Regions from separate parts of the Sus scrofa genome. Here region 1 is linked to region 2. A link is a contact called in public Hi-C data. All regions are on one chromosome and are shown on one strand. Each heading gives the region's core, a stretch centred on a gene start, on an enhancer-like site or on the middle of the called end of the contact. The rest is flanking DNA. Distances are from core to core; before and after follow the strand shown. Region 1 has its middle 63 kb from the start of ZNF281. Region 2 has its middle 86 kb from the start of ZNF281.

What was found. Hi-C and Micro-C count contacts between places; a contact is called where the count stands out from the background.
Region 1: a Hi-C map of fetal liver shows a contact between it and region 2, with 3 times the contacts expected there. The contact joins two enhancer-like sites. A contact is called at or near these places in 3 of 5 promoter capture datasets (fetal liver, liver and skeletal muscle), 31 of 47 Hi-C or Micro-C datasets (adipose tissue, alveolar macrophages, blood and 16 more) and 2 of 2 datasets of contacts at active chromatin or transcription factors (alveolar macrophages and skeletal muscle).

Annotation. Positions count from the first base shown.
Region 1 is chr10:23,100,262-23,103,369 of Sscrofa11.1, reverse strand. No RefSeq gene overlaps it. Among named protein-coding and RNA genes, the nearest start is that of ZNF281, 63 kb to the right of the region's middle. Within about 2 kb of position 1,434, at least 12 of the 83 cell types and tissues checked have an H3K27ac peak or open chromatin away from gene starts, as enhancers often do. A contact at or near this core is called in adipose tissue and fetal liver, where this site is marked.
Region 2 is chr10:22,951,815-22,954,727 of Sscrofa11.1, reverse strand. No RefSeq gene overlaps it. Among named protein-coding and RNA genes, the nearest start is that of ZNF281, 86 kb to the left of the region's middle. Within about 2 kb of position 1,492, at least 16 of the 83 cell types and tissues checked have an H3K27ac peak or open chromatin away from gene starts, as enhancers often do. A contact at or near this core is called in adipose tissue and fetal liver, where this site is marked.

The DNA of each region.
Region 1 (3,108 bases), core at 185-2,684, 150 kb before region 2:
AGAAAGAAAGCTTCTATTTGGGCTCTTGATTATCCAAAGAATGCACTAAAGATTTTTGGTAAGAGCAGTGAAACATGCCAGTATATTAGACAGAGCAGCGCTGGTACCATGGGGTCTGTGAGGCTTGACTCCCCCGCAGAGAGCACCCATCCGGAGAGGCTCCCATGCCCTTTTGTCCTTCCTGAGAACCCCTCGGGGTTATTTTTTTTGGAGGCTGCATCGACAAAACGTCTACCCATGTATCCTTTCCTTTGGAGACAGCGGCGTTTATTCTTTTCAGCAAGTGTTTAGAGGAAAGTGTGGATGCTTATTAATCTGTTTCTTGTCTTACGAACGTGCGTTCGCGTGATTGGGGGCAAAACCGCGTATCTGACAGGTCTCAATGTCATCAACGTGGCAGGAGAGATTGTTACACTGAACAGATCTGTTTGGCGCTGTTATTCTTGGTAATTACCTTCATTAAGCAAAGCATGTGTCAATCAACTTTGAACTTTAAACACACCAGTAATTTGCAGGAAAAAGGCATTTCTATTTCCTACAGGCACATGTGTGCTTGAAGATGAGTATGCAAGGAGTAAGTATATAAGATGCTGTATTAGAAAAATATTTCTATAGCTTTCTAAATATATCATTTCACCCTGGTTTGCATTTGATAACTTTAAATATAAAGTGCATGACCATGCCAAAGAATTATGTCATCAGAATAGGTTTAATAAATAGCTAACTCCTGCACTAGTGAGAACAGATTGTTTTTATTTTATTTATTTTATTTTATTTTTAGGGCCGCACCCTCCACATGTAGAAGTTCCTGGGCTAGGGTTCCAGTTGGTGCTGCATCTGCCAGCCTATTCCACAGCCACAGCAACGCAGGATTTGAGCCTCATCTGTGACCTACACCACAGCTCAGGACAACACTGGATCTTTAACCCACTGAATGAAGCCAGGGATTGAACTCTCCTCCTCATGGATACTAGCTGTTGGTTACCGCTGAGCACAACGGGAACTCCAACAGATCGCTTTTAAATGAAGAAAGCTCCTCCCTGAATTTCTGCAATTAAAGAATACATTTACATTAATTTTAACAACCACTGGTCCCTCGGGACGGCAATTTGAACACACGTTCACTCCGCTGCTCCATCCAGTTGGGAAGCCACAGACGGTGAGTTAAGACTTCTGGATTTGATGAGACCTCCCCTGGGTCAGGCTCTGTGGCCAAAGCAGAGAACATGCGGAGAAAGGACCCTCAACTTTAACAGTCTGGGCACCGACAGTTGTCACTGATGCCCTCTCCCCCGTGTGACATCCGCCCCTGCCCATTTAGTCATCCGCCTCCCTGCCACGTGCCCAGAGTCTCAGGCTAATGGGATGGTTAAGGGGCCAGAGGAGGATCTGGGAAGGAAAGATGAAAAAAGCGCCGCAGATCCCTTTCCTGCTTCTGGATCGGCCGGTTACGGCCACCAGGGGGCGATCAGGGACAGAGAGAGGATGAGGCAGGGCGGGGCGGGAGCTCGAGTTCGCGTCAGCAACCTTGCCTTCCCCTCCAGGGGCTGGGAGCCCTGACCCAGGCCAAAGAGGATGCCTGGGCTGCGGGGACCCTCCCTACCAGGGTCGGGGTCGGAGGGACCAGACGGCTCTCAGCCCATCCTCACCCAGCCCCTCCCGCTCCCCTCCCCAGGCCAGAGCTACCTGGTTCCTCATCCCCTCCCCTCCTGCTCCTCCGCCACCTCTGGCCAGGCCTTGCCCTGCTGTCCCCTCTCCGTCTTTTGTCAAAGTCACCCCCACAGACCCACTCTGTCCCTTCAGAAACCGAGCCCCTGCCTGTGCCCTGGCAGGACCCGCCGTTCACCACAGCATCACTCAAGCCTGGGGCTGCGGGTGGCTCACTCCAGCAGGTGGGCTGTTTGTGCAGCTGTGTGCGTGTGCATCCCAAGTGCCCCAGTTCCTTGAGCAACTCGGGGAACAGTGTCCAGTAAATCCTGTTTGTATTTATTGATTTACTTCCTTGCTTTTAGGGCCTCACGGGCAGCGTATAGCAGTTCCCAGGCTAGGGGTCGAATCTGATCTACATCTTCCAGCCTACACCACAGCAACACGGGATCCCAGCTGCATCTGTGATCTATACCACAGCTTACTGTGATGCCGGATCCTTAACCCACTGAACAAGACCAGGGATTGAACCCGCTGGATACTATGGATACGAGTCAGGTTTGTTTCCGTTGAGCCATGACAGGCACTCCAGTAAATCTCTTGAATAAATGAGCATTTCCACATTCCCAGGATCCAGCAGGACAGGGTGGGCTTCACCAGAGGGCCTCTCCTGAGGCTTTGCCATTTCTGATGGGGTCAGAGATGGGGGCCATGAATGCATGTGGGCATGACCTGCCACCTGGCACAGGGGTCTGATGGGCCCCCAGGAGGAAGGCTTCGCCCACCATCCCTAGATGCAAACCCTTCGATGAGTTCCCGGCGGGCACCCTGGAGGTGGTGACCCTCTGAGCTTCATCCTCTTCCTGGCTTCGACCTCATGAGGTACTCCGAGGAGGCGCTGCTCCCTCAGACCTCTCAGAGGGCCTCTGGGAGGGGGCCTTGCCAGAAAAGAATTGATGAAGGCACCCCCTGCTCGTGGAAAACCCCTCCAAGTCCTCCTGGACGTGAGTAGCTGAGGTAGATCAGGAGGCTTCTGGAGTGATGCGAGAAAACTTGACTCTGGGGAGCAGACCTGGAGAGGGGAGGTTGCACACGGGGACATTTGGGGGAGAAGGTCCTCCTGGCCCTTGTGTGGGACTGCATGTAGGGGGCTGGGTGGCTGGGGGTGGGGTGTCACTTGGGACTGGAGTTGACCCTGGACTTCAGAGGAGGGTCTTTAACACCAAAGCCCCCAGGAGTTCCCTGGTGGCCTAGTGGTTAAGGAGCTGGTGTTGTCACTGCTGTGGCTCAGGTTCGATCCCTGGCCCAGGAACCTCTTCGTGACACAGGCATGGCCACCCCCCCAAACCCCCACACCCCTTACCTTCTCCATAAAGACAGAAACTCCACAAGTTGCTGGAATTCACAGATTTAACGTGGGCAAGTCAGTGGTTTCAGGTGTGTTTGCAGAGTTTTGCAACC
Region 2 (2,913 bases), core at 243-2,742:
AAAGAGCGTTCACTGCCTGGATGGAATGTGTACAGGGCTCCAAATGTTCCTGGGTCAATACCTCGGTCACACTGACAAGTAACAGGACCAGGCTGTTGGACTGACCAGACCAATCAATACCTCTTTAGGTGTCTGCCAATCAGCCATTAGGGAGGAAGACCAGGGGGATTGGTTCAAGTAGCTTCTCAGATGCTCAGGACTCTGCCAACCGTTCTTCCCTAGGTAGGAAGTGGGAGGCAGTGGCTTCATTTCCAGCAGGGCTGGGATGGGGGAGTCCAGATCAGGAAAGCCCTGGGACATGCTCACAACCTCATAGAGGTCGTGGATGACTGTGCCACCTGGGCTGCACAAGTGTCCGTAGGACATTGCCAGAAACCGGTAAGCAGACCACGAGCCCCAGATGGCATCATCTGACCAAAACTCAGCTCTGCGAGCCTCTGAGAGTCAGCAAGGGGGATGTCAGAGCATACGGTTTCCGTCGGAAGTACCGCCCAGAACTCCTCAAGGCAGCGCCTTTCCAGTAGATCAGCTTAAAAGTGAAATCCAAACCTCTTGGGCTGGAGGAAAAGTTGATGAAGGGTTTTTCTTTTCTTTTTTTCTTTCAATACACAACTTATTTTGAACTAAAAATCACAAATTTCTTGCTGAATCTCACATTCTAATCCGCTTCCCAGAATGCCCACCTTCTTCCACTTTACAGATTTTTTTTTAGTCCTAGTATCAAAAATGAGATCACGGAGTTCCCATCGTGGCTCAGTGGTTAACGAATCCGACTAGGAACCATGAGGTTGCAGGTTCGATCCCTGGCCTTGCTCAGTGGGTTAAGGATTCAGTGTTGCTGTGAGCCATGGTGTGGGTTACAGACGTGGCTCAGATCTCGCATTGCTGTGGCTCTGGCATAGGCCAGTGGCTACAGCTCCGATTAGACCCCTAGCCTGGGAACGTCCATATGCTGTGGGAGAGGCCCAAGGAATGGCAAAAAGACAAAAAAAAAAAAAAAAAAAAAGAGATTGCTCTGCCGAAGGTGTGGTCTACACAGGGGAACGTGGAAGGGTTTCAGGTTCAAAATTTTTGTGTGCATGTGGCCCCCCCCCGCCCCCCGGCGGGGAGGAATCCAGCGCTTTCATAATATTGTCCAGAGGGTCTGTGAGCTCCCCTCCCCCACATAAGAAGCATGCGTACAGCCCTGAGACAGCCTGCCGGACAACCCGGCTCTCCTCTCCCTGGGATGTCGTTCCTCCTAAAGCCGAGAGGTGGCAGCATAAACACCAGCCGGCCGCTGTCCCATTTTCCTGACCCCAAAGAACTCTCAAGGGTAAAGTGATAGATCCTGTCAGTAACTTTGCTTTAGCTTGGATAGATCGTGGACATGCGTCCCATCAAACCACACTAAAATATTCTCGGAGGGGGAGAGCAAGATTGAAGGAGCAGTTCTGGACTTTAAGGTCACAGAAATTGAAAGACAACACCTGGTATCCTTTTCTTAGGGAGTCGAGCATCGTGCCAGGAAAGCGCAGAGTTCCGCCCTTGGTTGAATCGAAAGTACCTTCATACTATAAAATTACATACGTAATATCATTTCCCAAGATACGATTAAGAGTTGATTTTACTGCAAAGTAGCACTGTTTTAAGACTATAGACCCTGCCTTAAGAAACTGCTTCTTCAGGAGTTCCCATCGTGGCGCAGTGGTTAACGAATCCGACTAGGAACCATGAGGCTGCGGGTTCGGTCCCTGCCCTTGCTCAGTGGGTTAACGATCCGGCGTTGCCGTGAGCTGTGGTGTAGGTTGCAGATGCGGCCCGCGTTGCTGTGGCTCTGGCGTAGGCTGGGGGCTACAGCTCCGATTCGACCCCTAGCCTGGGAACCTCCATATGCCTCGGGAGCGGCCCAAAGAAAATAGCAAAAAGACAAAAAAAAAAAAAAAAAGAAAGAAAGAAATTGCTTCTTCTGGAGTTCCTGCTGTGGGGCCACTGTCTCCATGGCTGCTCGGATTCCATCCCCGGCCTGGGAACTTCCATTCGCTGCAGGTGCGGCAGAAAAAGAAAAAAAGAAATTGCTTCTTCTAAACAGAAAAAGACTTTAGTTTCTTTGAATTAACACCGAAAGATCTCTTGCCGTTCTTCTATTCCGTGGGGGATTAAAAATAACAGAAAAAGGGGAAGTTGTCTGACGCATATAGATTCAGAGGATTTTTATTTTGATAATTAAGTATCACTTTCATTTTCTGTGAAAGTATGAGAAGCATGGACCTTTACTTACAAATTATTAACCAGATGCACACTGGATAACTTTTTCAACTTTAATCATCTCTAGCTAACTCAAATATAAGCATTTTAAAAAGAAAATACTGGGTCTTAATATAGCTGAGTACAGTGAAATTTCCCAGGCTTAACATTTATTTAATGGTATATATGATGTGATACTAGTAATTCTTAGTGATGAAATGAAGCCTGAGCTTCTATCTTTTTTTTGGGAGGGAGGGCTTTCCCCGAGCATTTTATTATGAAAAATTTCAAACATTACAGAAAAAAAAACCCAAAACGGTACAGTGAACACCCACCCTCCCACCATCCCCGTTCTGCCATCAACACTGCCAAACTTTATCACACATCTGTCCTTGACCCACGTGGTCATCTTACATTTTCTTCTTTCTTTATCTCTCTCTCTCTTTCTTTCTTTCTTTTTTTTTTTTTTTTGTCTTTTGTCTGCACTTCTATCTCATAAAGCAAAAATTTGGTGGGCTGAGATGAAATTTATTTTGCCTACCATTTCTATTCTTTTTTCTTTGTTTCTCTCTCTCTTTTTTTTTTTTTTTTTTTTTGTATTTTTAGGGCTGTACCCTTGGCATATGCAGGTTCCTGGGCTAGGGGTCCAGTCAGAGTTACAGCTGCCAGCCTACACCACAGCCACAG